Linked DNA regions of Mus musculus: all the other regions are linked to region 1. The links are chromatin contacts, called in public HiChIP or PLAC-seq and promoter capture Hi-C maps. All regions are on one chromosome and are shown on one strand. The core of a region is the stretch at or near the end of the contact, and the rest is flanking DNA. Distances in the headings are between cores, read along the strand shown. Region 1 holds the start of Dgkd (diacylglycerol kinase, delta). Region 2 overlaps Inpp5d (inositol polyphosphate-5-phosphatase D). Region 3 has its middle 13 kb from the start of Inpp5d. Region 4 holds the start of Ugt1a8 (UDP glucuronosyltransferase 1 family, polypeptide A8).

Region 1 (3,305 bases), core at 121-2,620:
TTGGCTCCTGAGTGCTGGGATTAAAGGCGTGCACCACCACTGCCCAGCTTGGTTCTTTTTCTTTTTCTTTTTCTCTTTTCTTTTCTTAAATGTCATTCTTTAGCCTAGGCTGGTACTAGTTAATAGGAATTTAAATATAAGTACTTGTATGTAGCCAGTGGCTACAGCATAGGTGGAGTGTGTCCTGGTTCATCCAGGCATCTCAGATCTTTTTCACAAAAGTCATCCTCTGTACTGGTTGGGAGGTCAGTATCCTGGCCTCATCTTTGTGCCAGATTAGGAACCTCCTGTGGTTCCTGGTGGTATCTGACTTGTATTGCCACTAGAATGAGTTGTCCAGTTGTCCAGAGGCCCAAAGCTTGCTGATTGGTGGGTCTCCAGCAGCAGCCTCTGAAAGGGTGAAGGGATAGCCAAGGTGGTCCTCTGCTGACTTGCCTCTTAGAGCAGAGCAGAGCAGGAAGGTAGCACATTGTCCTGGTTGGCCCCAAGTCCTTTTCCATCTCAATATGCCCAAACAAAACAAAACAACAAAAAAACAAAACTCCAAACGGAAGCCACTCCTTTTCTAACTGCATAGGGTCCTCCTTTGGCTCAGAGTTCATTCTGCTATGTCTCTCTAGTACCCCATCCCTCCCTTCTGAATCTCAGTTCCCTTCTCTATCTCTCAGCCCCAGCCAGTAATTCAGAGTGCCTATTTGCCTTAATACTTCATAGATCCTCCGCTTTGTGACCCAGCCAGGCTCAGCTTATCTACCTCTTTACTCCCCCAACTCCAACCGGGTTTCTTGCTGCCCTCAGGTCTCAGCAGAAAAGGCCAATCCCGTATCTGGTCCTCAGAGCCTCGATCCCAAAGCTCTCCAGTTCCTGTCCTAGTCCCATTTTCCTCCCTCTAAGCCCCTCTAAATCCCTTCCTTCCTTTCTTTTTTCTTTTTGCCTCTGGGCCTTTGCACAGATCTAGCCTCTGCCTACAACACGGTTCCCCGGTTCTCCATCTTTCCTTAACAGTGGCCTTAACAGAAGTTCTCCCTCTGGGTGTACTTTCACGCACTCTGTAAACTGTTTCACCAACATAGTCCAGCGGCCTCCTAGAGATCACTTACACTCGGGTATGAGTGATAAAACAGTGTACTCAGAGACAAAAACTAGAAATTGTGTTCCAAGAAGAAAACGACAGAAGACATCAGAAGGAAAGAGATGGGTCAGGCCGAAACAACCCAGCAAGGGCCCGGCAAGCCTACGTCTGCGCCCACTGCCTATGGGGGCGCGGTGGGGTGGGGCGGCCGGCCTCTAGGCCCCGCCCCGCCCAGGCTCCGCCCCAGGCGCTGGGCCCATCCCATCCCCGCCCCGCCCCGCCCCCCCGCGGCGCGCGCGCTGGCCGGGCAGCATGGCGGCGGCGGCGGGCGCCCCTCCGCCGGGTCCTCCTCAGCCACCTCCGCCGCCGCCGCCTGAGGAGTCGTCCGACAGTGAACCCGAGGCTGAGCCGGGCTCCCCGCAGAAGCTTATCCGTAAGGTGTCCACGTCGGGCCAGATCCGGCAGAAGGTGAGCCCGCGGCGTCGGCCGGGCGCGCGCCCCTCACGCCGCGGTCCCTGCCGAGGCCCGTGACCGTGTGCGAGCGGCCGCCCAGGCCCTGCCGGGCCCGAGGTCCTGCGGTCGCTGCTACGGGGCCGAGCGCGCCGCGGCTTAACGGACCGCGGGGACCGGGCCGCGAGGACGGGGCCGCGGGGACCGGTCTGCGGGGACTGGGCGCAGGTGGGCGCCGCCGCTGAGGAGACCGAGGCCCGGCGTGCTGCTGGGGCCGCTGCGGGGACCGCTGCGGGGGCCGCAGGCGCGTGCTCCCCGAGGCCTGGGGGGTCTGTAGGTCTGAGCACCGGGTGCAGCTTCCCGTACTCACCTGCGTCAGGCTCTCCCTCCACTGCTCAGCCCGCTGCGGGGTCCTCACCCCTATGTTCCGAAAGGGAAGGGATGCGCGTGTAGTGGCCGCTTCTCCCTCTCTCCCTCCCTCTCTTCCTCCCTTTCACCCTCCTCCCTCCTTGGGAAAGCCGGGACTCCTCACCCGCTGGGCTCAGAACTCTCTCCGTGGAGAACTCCAGCCGCTCGGGTTGCAGTGCAGAGAGACACATGCCTTTTTGTTGTCTTTCCCTAAGAATAAAGTTGCACCCTTTGCTTTTCCTTTCTGGTTCCTCTTGAAAACTGCGTATGGTTTCTTGCCGAGGTGAGCCCTCCTTGTTGGAAGGGCTTCCTCAGGCAGGTGGCTGGACAGGTGGTGGCTAGCAGGTTGCCACCGTGGGGCAGCCTTGGCAGTTCCGGCTGGCACGGGCTTGCTCATCCTGCTGCAGTGCGCTTTTCCTCCGAGGCCAGTTAGTTACCCTTTACTGGAAAAACCATTTCTTGCTTGATCATCTGCCACCCTCTGTTACTTGCCGGGGTTGGGGATTGGGGTGCCATTTAGGTGCTGACGTGGTCCATTTGTTATGTGGTACCCAAGTCATTCAGCACACGGGACCTAACACCTGTGTTATTCTAGCTATAACAATTACAGCCCCAGGAACAAGTTTAAGGAGCCTTGATACTAATGGAAATGCCCTTTCCTAGTGCTTGGTCCTTAAGATAGGTAGTGGTGTGAGGCAGATCAGACTCTCTGACTGAGGGGAATGGTGAGTGAAGGCCAGGATCGCGGTGGGGACGGTGGACTCCTCCGAAATTGCATTGAGTCCAGAGTTTTATTGGTCAGGAGGTGTCTCCCTGCCTTTCCTCTGGACAAAAACAATAGCTGCTATACCAGCTGTTCTGGTTGTTGTTGTTGGTAGGAGTGACAGTTGTGGTGTTAAAAATACACCCGAGGACTTGTGTTCTGAATACATTCACATCTGCTGTACAGATAGCTCAAGGCTGATTTTTCTTCTGGGTTGCTAGAGCTTGTTAAGAAGTGGGAAATAAGAAGTTTACTGTGTGCAATAACTTCCCTTTGTAGCAGAGAGGCCATTCACAAAGATTTCCTGGTAATATGTGTGTGGCATATAATGCTAAGTTCCAAATGGTGTGATCAGAACCCACTCTTACTGTTTGACCAGAAGAGCTTAGTGCAGGGGCGCTGTGACACAGGTGCTGAAGAACAGAGAGGGAGCTGCATTGAGGCAGTTCAGAGCCGAGGCCATTAGCAGGAAGCCACTGCTACCACCCAGGGGTGGGGGAAGAAGGTCAAAGGGAGAAGACCACATCAGACTCCAGGGCCAATGGGCCCCTCCAGAAACTGGGTCAGAGGAGTCCCATCTGTCAGAGCTCTGGGAGGGCAGAGCTGCTGCTC
Region 2 (3,294 bases), core at 428-2,927, 200 kb before region 1:
TTCCTACCCCAGCTGGTTCTTCCTCTCACAAGGAGAGTTCTAGCCACCATTCTGCATGTCCACCCTAACCTATGATGTACTCTCCCTTTCCCAAAGGACCTTAGGAGCCCAGTGCTGCAGAGTTCACTTCCTCTCCCATTCAGCACTCTCCTAAGAGCTCAGCTTGACCCACCCTACCTCTGGGAAGGGAAGGCCCTTTTATTTACACTGCGCTTACTCTTATCTTCCTTGTGTGCACTTTTTCCTACCTCGATGCAGAGCCCCAGCTTGGTTTTCTCATAAACTTCCCATTGTCTGGTCTAGCATATTCAGATCACCCAGGGTCTGCTTGTGCTTCTGTCACCCAGAAGGGTGGAGATGCCTCCTAGCTGACTGGCAACCCTGTAAGCCCACGTCTGGTGTGAACAGCTGATGGCATGGAGAGACGTATGTCTGTTCTGACTTGACTGGGATCTGACTGAGCTGGTCTTTTTTCTGGGTGGTCCTCAACAGCTGATGAATGAATCTCACAAGATGCTTTGCCCAAATCTACATAGATGAGCTTGATGGTGGCAGGCAGGTGGCTGCTGTGATGTTGTAGCCATCAAGGCTTAGCACTGTTGGTTATCTGACACATGGTTTTCTTTAAGTATGGACCAGTGAGAAACAGTTCTTAAAATTAACAGATTTTTTTTTTCCACATAATTATTTGAAGTTCTTAGCTCCTTTGCAGGGAGAGGGGGGGGGGGCTCCAATGAGCTTGGGCTTGTTCCCTCCTTGCCTACCATCTCACCCCAGGACTGTTCTGCTTCTGATACAGAAAAGGATCTTCTTATGGGGGAAGGGGGAGGGACTTGTGCGGTCCCATCACCCCCTGAAGATCTGTCGGTGGTTAACAATACCAGGGGAGGCAGTCAGTTTCTCCAGTGGTGTAGCTACTGGCCAGGCATCCATGCTCCTGTCAATAACCTCTCATCTATGCTCTCTTATGAACAACCCAAACTAAACTCATCGGCATATGTGTGTGTGCATGCATGCATGCGCTTGCTCTCATGTGCACACGCGTGCGCGAACCCACACTGCATAAATGAGAGATAAAAGAGGGGATTAGAAACAGAAAGAGATCAGCAGGTATGTGAGGGGGACAACAGAGGGTCATAGGAGGTAAATGTGAACAAAATGTGTGTGTGTGTGTGTGTGTGTGTGAAAACCTCACAATAAAGCTGTTTTTTCTGTATAATTAATATATATAAATCTAAAAGATTTAATAAAGAGCCTAATCCTTAAAACCATGTTTCACTGACTGGATTGGTCCCCATTGCACACCCACTGTCCCCTAGACCGCTACATGCTTTGCATTTTCTCATAGACCCTGCTTTGGCAGATTGCCCCGACCTGAAACCTTACCCAAGACGCACATAACCCCACCAAACTGTGAACTGCAGAGTAAGCCTTCTCACCCATTGTGAAAGTCACAACTTCCCCGATCTGCCCTTCCCTTTAGGCCTCCCCTCCCCCAAGGCCCAGTTCTCTTGCTCAGAGGTCTCTTCCTTCCCTGGGATGGAGCTTGGGCGTCACAGCAGCAGGTGTAACTGCATCTGTTTGCCTGCCTTGGATCTCAGGCTAGACTGTGTCTTGCTCAGTTCCTTGGAGCAGCAAGAGGCGTCAGAGGTAACTTTCGGTTCCTCTAAAGGCTGGTGTTTATCAAAGTCTACCTAACTGAACTTCTGGCCTCCAGAGGTCTGGGGCGTGCCATGCTGAGGAGCTGATGGACCCATGCTATCATGACAGCTTGCCAAGCAGAGAACACTTTGTTCTTGTCCCTTTCCGGCTCTTCTCAGCCTCAGACAATCCCACCACCCACCACGGCAAGCTGGAAACTTCCTGTTTTGGTCTGGGCCTTTGCCATCTTTAAGTTGGAAAATCTTTGTCCTTGATGAATGCTCCTTGCCCTCTGCATTGCCCCAGAAGTTATTAACCTTTTTGTGACCACTGTAATTTCTTCAGGATTCAATGTTGCCTTCTAATCCTGGGGTCATGCAGAAGGAAAACCAGGTATAGACAGGAAGCCCAGTCCGTAGGAGATGATGCTGTTAGAATGGCTGATGTCACTCCCTATGACACATGAGGTGACAAACATCTGAGAGCTATTCTCCTATAAGGAAAACAATGCCCCCAATCTTCTGCCAGTGTCTGTGGTGTCAATATTCCCAATAAGACGCCCACTAGAATGGCTGCTTGGGATTGAAGTCAGTGGAACCATGGGTAATAACCCTGGACAGTGTGATATAAACTCAAATTGGAAGAGCTGACAAAGTCCTGACTCTAGACTTTGAGCATCTTGATCAGAGCCTCATTTTCCTAGTTGGGGTTTCTGTTGTCATGGAGAAACACCATTACCAAAAGCAAGTTGAGGAGGAAAGGACTTATTTGGCTTACACTTCCACATCACAGTTCCTCATTGAAGGAAGCCAGGACAGGAACTTCAACAGGACAGGAGCCTGGAGACAGGAGCTGATGCAGAGGCCACGGAGGTGCTGCTTACTGGCTTGTTTCTCATGGCTTGCTCAGTCTGCTTTTCTTATAGAACCCAGGACCACCAGCCCAGGGATGACCCCACCCACAATGGGCTTGGCTCTTCCCCCATCAACCACTAATCGAGAAAATGCCTTATAGGATTGCTTACAGCCTGATTTTATGGAGTCATGTTGTAGACAACATTTAATCTCAGTCTGGGTTTCTACCCTGTCTTTGATCATTCAATTCCCAGATAAAAGACACACAACATGATTATTTATAATAAGCTTTTAATGCACTAGAGCTGGGTAGATATCTACCCTCTAAACCATCTGAATCTACTTCCCTACCCATAACCCCGAGTTGTCACTTGCCATGTTCCATCTGGGCCACTCTTAACTCCAAGTGGCCAGCATGGCCATGTTTCTATAATTCACCTACCCCATGGTAACTTCTCCACATTCCATCTTCTCTCTTTCCTCTCGTGGTTTTCCTCCAAGCCTGGGAACTCCCAATCCCTGCCTGTCTCAATTCTGCCCAGCTATAGACTGTAGGCATCTTTATTCACCAATCAGGGATAACTTGGGGGAGGAGACAAGGTTACAGAGCTCTTGGGTCTATGTGCAGATTCTCTTGTCCCTGGGGGCAACCAGGCCTTGGGGACCAGTATTTAGCATTATTATACCTAGCAAAAGACCAAACCTCCACAGAGGCATTTTCTCAATTGAAGTTCCCTCCTCTCCAATGACTCTAATCTTGTGCCAAGTTAACTTAAAAATAGCCCACATACCCCTGTAC
Region 3 (3,327 bases), core at 823-3,322, 250 kb before region 1:
AGCCTAGAGGATTTATCGAATGAAGAAGCTTTCAGGGTCTCTGGCTAGGCTGTGACAGAGTGGGTTGAGAGCTACAAGGTGGCCTGGTAGGCGGAGAAGTTTTTGGTCAGACCATAGGAGAGGGTAAGGCAGGTACAGGTAGGAAGTGATTACATTGTAACAGTCGCCAAGTGAGGACAATTAGACCCAAAGTGTCAGCTAAGCTAAGAGATGGGTTGATGGCTAGGCAAGAAGGTATGCTGTTGACCCCAGGGAGAAGCCCAGGGCCTGCCCTGCAGGTTTTTATTGAGCTGGTCTGGCTGGAAGCCTTTCATATTTATAGCCGAAGCTGAGAACCTGTGGCAGGGAGGGATTTTAAGGATAGGAACCATCACGCTTGCTCTCACAAGATGAAGGGGATGAGTGGGTGGGGAGGAGAGGAGAAAAGCCAGGACCATGAGAGATTTGAGAGCCAGTCCCAACTTGGTAGTAAGGTGACCTTGGAGGAGCAGAGTGTGTGAGAATAAAGGCAGATGCAGAGGAGGGTGGTCTGGGAGATCTGCTCTTCTTTGTGGGCAGTGAGGTGAAGAATTTTAAAGTCTGATGAATCTGGAAGTGAGCTGGGTAGAGCAGCATGAATACAGGAGATAGGGAACGGAGGAGGTTGGTGCTCAGCGGAGGCCTAGAAGTCCCTGGCTACCACATTGTTTGGACACATAACATGGGTTATTCTAGGGCTGGGGCTGCCTGTTTTTTTGTGTTTCTCTGGAGTTCAGGGAGTCTGGCTGGAATATTTCAGACAGAGATGGCAGAAAGGGGCTCTGAGGATGTCCAGGATCTGAAACACAAATGGGGTTGTGGACATTAAGAGTGAGGGAGACTGGGTGTGTAGAAGTGAAGACTGGGAGAAGGTGGGGGTGGAGCAGAGGCTGGGGACTGGCCAGAGGAGTGGAGCAGGATTTGGAGGCCATAATTTTGCTTGCCTGTGTTCTACAATTATAGCTACCATCAATAGAACTGGCTAAAGATTCAAGACTCAGGCATAGAGTAAAGGGGACTCCTGTCTGGTCCCTGTAAGGGAAGGAAATACCAAAGAGGGACAGTAGTGGTTTCCTAAGTCATTGAAGTCACAGGATATAATAGTCTGAGCTATGGGGAGCTTTGGGAGTTTGCAGACAGGAGAGGATTCTGGGAGAATGAAACCTTTGAGTAAAGGAATCGCAGAGTCTAGCAGTAAAGTTCTGATTATCTAATTCAAGGCTTACAGCACACAGTCCCATTCTGAGATCCTCAGATATGAGCTAGGAGCTCTGGTGTGCTGCTAATTTGCAGGTTGGTTAATCTCTCTGGTTCTCACTTTCTCAGGCGTGAAGTTGGAGGTTATGTCTGCCTTGAGGAGTATCTGTGTGGCCCGGACGAGGTAACTCATACATAAATGTTAGTGCAGTGCTTGCACCTAGAGGCAATCTATCGCTACAGTCCAGGTATTGTTAAGGGGTGAATTGTGGTGACTCCCAAAGTGACTGTCTCTGGAGATGGTGCTTTTAAGTAGCAACTAAAGTCGAACGAAGTCAGAAAGGTGGTAGGTTCAAAGGAAAGTATGGAAGGTAGCCGCCTGCCAGTCAGGAAGACAGCCCTCAGCAGAAGCAGCAATGTCAGAACCTTGATTGTGGATGCCCACCCTTTAAATGACAAGAAATAAATACCTGTTGTTGCGTTGTTGGAGTCACCGTCCATGATATTCTGTTGTGGGGCGTGATCTAAGACAAGTGCCCACAACGTGACAGTGTGGTGGTTAAGTGGGAAGAGGAGCCTGTAGCGGGGCAAGCGCTCTAGAGGCGTGGCTTATTGTAGAGGCTCAGGAGGTGGGGCAAAGAAGATGGACAGCATTCAGCAGGTGTCAGAAAAGGCTTATGGCCCAGGGTGAGGCAGCAGCCGGTCCCACAAAAGTGGAAAGCCATTTCAGAAACATTTTTTTTTAAACCAGGGTGTAACCCCGGAAACTCAAAGTCGGCTGAGGGTAGGGCGGGTGGCATAGGAGGAAGACGGGGCTGGGGAGAAGATTCTGGAACCCACAGTGAGGGTTTTTGGCAGATCAGTGAAGATAGCTGCTGGCTGAGGAAGCATAGAGGAAGAGGTAAAAAGTCTGAAGCAGGGAGCAGCTGACACGTAATCACCACAGAAAGCGGGTAGCTGTTGGCAGAAAAGGCGTTTAGGAAGCGCGGCCGCGGGCCCTGCCAAGGGAGGCTGTCGTGATTCACGCTTGGGAAGTGCTGGAGACCAGAACACAGGTTGGAGGAGGTCCAGGCATGGCACAGTGCAGTAAGTAGCCTGGCAACTGTGGTGGGCTGACCCTCTGGTCTGGGGCTTGACTCAGGGAATGGAGTCCCAGGGTGGAAAAAAAAAGATGAATTAGGAATCTGCCACCAGACTGAGCGTCTTCAGAGCGTTCTTCTGGGATGGTTATTTCAAATTGGTTTGTTGTTGTTGTTTTATTGGTTGGTTGGTTGGTTTTGTGTGTGGTTTTTTGGTTCTTGAGGTTTTTGTTTTTTTGTTTTTTTTGTCTTTTGTCTCTTTCATTTACTACTGTATCATTACTATTATGCCCTGTCCCTAAGAGTCCTGGCGACACTGGCTCAAGTTCTTACTCAATTCTTCCTACCCACTTGATCCCACCCATATCTTGTCACTGCCTGGTTTTCTGTCACAGCCAGGTTTCCCGTTTTCAACTATGCCATGAAGCACGGATCAAGACATCATGAGTTCTTTGTCCTCTTGGGAAATGGAGTCTGTTCCTGTTGCTGGCTTTATTTGAAAAGGGACGAGCTGGTCTTGATTGACACCTGAATGTTGTTCAGGCTTGGGGAGGCCAGAGGTCAAGGCGCCCCCTGGCGGTGGAAACTGCAAGGCTCAGGCCCTAACCTAGGGTTGTAGAAGCTGCGGGTAAGCTGTGTACTTGTAAGATGCTATCCTCCTTCAAAGCAAGGTTGTTAACCAGAGGTGATTCTTAGTGATGCTGGCTACACCCTGTGCCAGCATTCTGTGGCACCATTGGGTGCCAGGAGTCTACCCAATCCTGTGCTGGCCAAGGCACTGCCCTCCGGGCACTGATCATCTGAGTCACACAGGATTTCTATCTTATCCTAAACAACCCCCCAGGCCAGCCATGCTTCACTGCCTCTCACCCTTCAGCAGAGATGTCTTCCCCACTTTCCTGAGATACAGTGTGATTCAGATGGGCCAAATGTTACAAGGCTGGCCTTCAGACTCTGGCCCTGGTCCTGTGTATGATTCCATGTCTGATCTGAACTGCTGCAATAGAGTTTTCAGAGATACGGAGGAGAGATA
Region 4 (3,289 bases), core at 133-2,632, 230 kb after region 1:
TTCCTTCCTTTTTACTTTACTTGAATTTCATTAAGTTCTGTGAACCATTCATGCTTCCTGGACTTGTTTTCAATTGTTATGGTTTCAAAGTGAGGTCTTGGGGAGCTGTTAGTTTATTTTTCTTTGGGAGAATCTGAGCCTGAGTCTTCCTGAACCAGAAACTAGATGTCATACTAGCCATTTTTTGTTTGGTTGGCTTTATTTTGAGGCTGCGTCTATTATATAGATCCAGCTGTTCTGGAGCTTGCTATGTCCACCAGGCAAGCCTTGAATTCACAATATCTACCTGCCTCTGCCTCCCTAGTACTGGGATTCAAGACATGGCATGCTAGCCATTGTTGAGTCTTCAAAAATGATCACCTGAGTGTTTCCCAGTCACCAAGGTAAATAGATGACTAAGTATATATCTATTAAAAGTGACATTTAAGGTAAAAAGGGACAATGTTTGGAACAAACAAGGATCAACCCCCTCCCAGGATGACTATACAATTTCTTGCTAAATGTACCTTATTACCTGATATATACCACTAAGCTATCCATGAAACTATATAGAAAACTTGCATGATGCAGTTGAGTCTAAAGACAAATTCTTTTTGTTCTTCTCCAGATAAGCCATATCTGGGCACTGTGCAAATAGGATGAATACACAAGGGAATCATATGTCCTGACTTCAAGGTGTACTCAAGGGACTGTGGAACAAAATGGCATAGATTCCCTTGGGGAAACCCACAGCAGAGGTCTCAACCTCTTTTTAGACTATGTGACATTGCATTGGACATATGAAAAGTAAGAGAGATGACAGTCACATGCCACCAGGTCCTTGACATGATCCATACTATAGCTGCTTATCTTAGCATATCCCAGCTTTCCAGGAGTTTAGCAATGGAATAAGAATTCTTCTGCAATGCCGAGACCAGCAGCATTGCTCATCTGGCAGAGTCTTTTTACTGTCAGAAGGGTCGTGCTAAGAACCTCCCCATAGGCCTTGGGAGCAGAGGCAGCAATTCCCTTTGGGACACAGTGTAGTGGCCTAAAGAAAGTGTCCAGATTTTACTTTGGAACCAATTCTAAAAATGTGAGATTCTTTTGACACTTTCTTTCTTCCTCTTGGGAAAACGTTTGGATATAGAGTCAAGTGTATTTCTTCATAACAATTTCTAAACTCATGTTATGTGATTCTGCCCAAGAAAAGGGTCATAGGCCCTTCTTATCAGAAAAACAAACAAGTAGGCATCTCAATAATGGCTCAATTGTTATTGTTTTCAAAAGTCAGTCATTGTCAGGGAGTGTACTTTCTTAATGAAGGTGAGTCCACGCCCTCCTCTGGGGGGAGGCTTTCTAGATTCCACAAGCTTTCCTCTTCCCAAATTAGAAGAACACACAGTCCCAGCCCATGTATTCTCCTGGGCTGTGTTTCTCCCATGGCTCCTGCAGTTTTTCCAGCCTCTCTTCCTCTCCGTGTGTGCCTGCTGTTGGCCTTTGGCTTGGCCCAGGCAGGCAGGCTGCTGGTGGTGCCCATGGATGGGAGCCACTGGTTCTCCATGAAGATGATTGTGGAGAAATTGAGCCACAGAGGGCATGAGGTTGTGGTAGTCATCCCAGAGGTGAGTTGGCACCTGGGAAAGTCACAGAATTTTACAGTGAAAACCTACTCTGTTTCTTACACTCTGGAAGATTTAAGCCACCACTTCAATTTTTTTGCTCACAAGCAATGGGAAAATCGAGAAGTAGGAATGTTCTCACTACTGAAGCATTCAGGCAAAGGTTTCTTCCAAGTACTGTTTTCACACTGTAGGAGTTTGTTTAACGACAAGAAGTTAGTGGAGTACTTGAAGCAGAGATCTTTTGATGCTGTGTTTCTGGATCCTTTCGATGTGTGTGGCTTAACTATAGCTAAGTACTTTTCTCTCCCGTCCGTGGTCTTCAGCGGTGGGATATTTTGTCACTATCTTGATGAGGGTGCCCAGTGCCCAAGTCCTCCTTCTTATGTCCCCAGAATTCTCTCAAAATTCGCAGACACCATGACTTTTAAGGAGAGAGTGTGGAACTATTTCTCCTACATGAAGGAACGTGCATTTTGCCCCTATTTTTTCAAAACTGCTATAGAAATTGCCTCTGAAGTTCTGCAGACCCCAGTGACTATGACAGACCTCTTCAGCTCAGTGTCCATTTGGATGTTTCGCACTGACTTTGTGTTGGAGTTCCCCAGACCTGTGATGCCCAACATGGTCTACATTGGCGGGATCAACTGCCACCCGGGAAAGCCACTTTCCAAGGTACATCATTTTTCCTTAAGCAGGTGAAGAGAGTCGGCTTTGGATGACGAAGCCATTCATTTGTTGTCTTTGGGTTTTGTTGTTGTCCTTCCAACAGAATTGCAGTAGTGTGACTTTTCACCATGCTTGTTGATATGTGGGTGTACCACTGACATTCTCATAATCACCAGGCTGCATTCATCATTGCTTTTGGAAATAGACGGAAAAACACAGTAAGAAATGAAGCTTCGGTTTGCTCATTCCCGTTCTCTACCTCCCTTTAAAGAGCACTCTGGAGTTTTGTGTGCTTCCCAGGCTCGGGGAGGTAGTTCACAAATAGTCCTCAGCTGTAAACATCCAAAGCTGTGTCCTTAAAATAAGGTGCAGCGTTAGCCTGGACAAAGGTGTCTTCACCGTCCCTTTTCACATTCCAACAATTGATGGTCTTCACTAAAGTAAATTTATCGTGATCTTTAAAAGTAGTTTTTAGTTTTATAATTTGAGAATCTTATACACGTATAAAATGGATTTTGAGCAAATCTAACCCTACTGCATCCTCTCTGACTCTTCCCAGGACAAGTGTGTTGTTGTAAATGTGCCTTTGTGTTTCTAACCCACACTTGATACATATTCAATATCCCAGACTGGGCTAATTATTATCCTTAGTCTTGTCTGTCTGTCTGTCTTCTTTTCTCTTCCCTTTGGTAGTTGTTTCCTTCCTTCCTTTTCAAAAATTTTTAAAGATTTATTTGTTCATTATATGTAAGTACAATGTAGCTGTCTTCAGACACACCGCAAGAGAGCATCAGATCCCATTACAGATGTTTGTACGCCACCATGCAGTTGCTAGGAATTGAACTCAGGACCTCTGAAAGGGCAGTCAGTGCTCTTAACCACTGAGCCATCTCTCCAGCTCTCTTTCTTTCTTTGTTTCCTTCCTTCCTGGTCTTTCTTTCTTTCTTTCTTTCTTTCTTTCTTTCTTTCTTTCTTTCTTTCTTTCTTTCTTTCTTTCTTTCTTTCTTTTTCTTTTTTGA

Evidence for each region. Promoter capture Hi-C pulls out the DNA fragments that hold promoters and counts their contacts. HiChIP or PLAC-seq counts read pairs in DNA pulled down with a chosen protein or histone mark.
Region 2: an H3K4me3 HiChIP or PLAC-seq map of pro-B cells shows a contact between it and region 1, with 8 times the contacts expected there. The contact joins the enhancer-like site here to the promoter of Dgkd in region 1. A contact is called at or near these places in 2 of 39 promoter capture datasets (embryonic stem cells and pre-B cells), 1 of 484 Hi-C or Micro-C datasets (the G1E-ER4 cell line), 9 of 115 datasets of contacts at active chromatin or transcription factors (the 230-238 cell line, acute myeloid leukemia, bone marrow-derived macrophages and 6 more) and 3 of 9 other capture datasets (adipose tissue, liver and macrophages).
Region 3: a contact with region 1 is called in an H3K27ac HiChIP or PLAC-seq map of microglia, with 3 times the contacts expected there. The contact joins the enhancer-like site here to the promoter of Dgkd in region 1. A contact is called at or near these places in 2 of 39 promoter capture datasets (liver and pre-B cells), 1 of 484 Hi-C or Micro-C datasets (the G1E-ER4 cell line), 4 of 115 datasets of contacts at active chromatin or transcription factors (embryonic stem cells, kidney, memory CD8 T cells and 1 more) and 3 of 9 other capture datasets (adipose tissue, liver and macrophages).
Region 4: a contact with region 1 is called in a promoter capture Hi-C map of embryonic stem cells, with 4 times the contacts expected there. The contact joins the promoter of Ugt1a8 here to the promoter of Dgkd in region 1. A contact is called at or near these places in 8 of 39 promoter capture datasets (the 3T3-L1 cell line, 3T3-L1-derived adipocytes, the C10 cell line and 5 more), 2 of 115 datasets of contacts at active chromatin or transcription factors (acute myeloid leukemia and microglia) and 4 of 9 other capture datasets (adipose tissue, liver, macrophages and 1 more).

What each region holds. Positions count from the first base shown.
Region 1 is chr1:87,851,917-87,855,221 of GRCm38.p6, forward strand. It overlaps Dgkd (diacylglycerol kinase, delta), which reads left to right and starts at 1,371. Exons shown (of 30, transcript NM_177646.3): 1 at 1,371-1,540. The coding sequence starts at 1,385. It overlaps Gm19582 (predicted gene, 19582), which reads right to left and starts at 2,383. Exons shown (of 2, transcript NR_136921.1): 1 at 2,055-2,383; 2 at 1,431-1,942.
Region 2 is chr1:87,649,229-87,652,522 of GRCm38.p6, forward strand. All of the region lies in intron 2 of Inpp5d (inositol polyphosphate-5-phosphatase D), which reads left to right. Among named protein-coding and RNA genes, the nearest start is that of Inpp5d, 31 kb to the left of the region's middle. Within about 2 kb of position 1,678, at least 91 of the 459 cell types and tissues checked have an H3K27ac peak or open chromatin away from gene starts, as enhancers often do. A contact at or near this core is called in the G1E-ER4 cell line, acute myeloid leukemia, adipose tissue and 6 more, where this site is marked.
Region 3 is chr1:87,605,744-87,609,070 of GRCm38.p6, forward strand. No RefSeq gene overlaps it. Among named protein-coding and RNA genes, the nearest start is that of Inpp5d, 13 kb to the right of the region's middle. Within about 2 kb of position 2,073, at least 121 of the 459 cell types and tissues checked have an H3K27ac peak or open chromatin away from gene starts, as enhancers often do. A contact at or near this core is called in adipose tissue, memory CD8 T cells and microglia, where this site is marked.
Region 4 is chr1:88,086,446-88,089,734 of GRCm38.p6, forward strand. Ugt1a8 (UDP glucuronosyltransferase 1 family, polypeptide A8) reads left to right here and starts at 1,383. Exons shown (of 5, transcript NM_001378375.1): 1 at 1,383-2,276. The coding sequence starts at 1,422. All of the region lies in intron 1 of Ugt1a10 (UDP glycosyltransferase 1 family, polypeptide A10), which reads left to right. All of the region lies in intron 1 of Ugt1a9 (UDP glucuronosyltransferase 1 family, polypeptide A9), which reads left to right.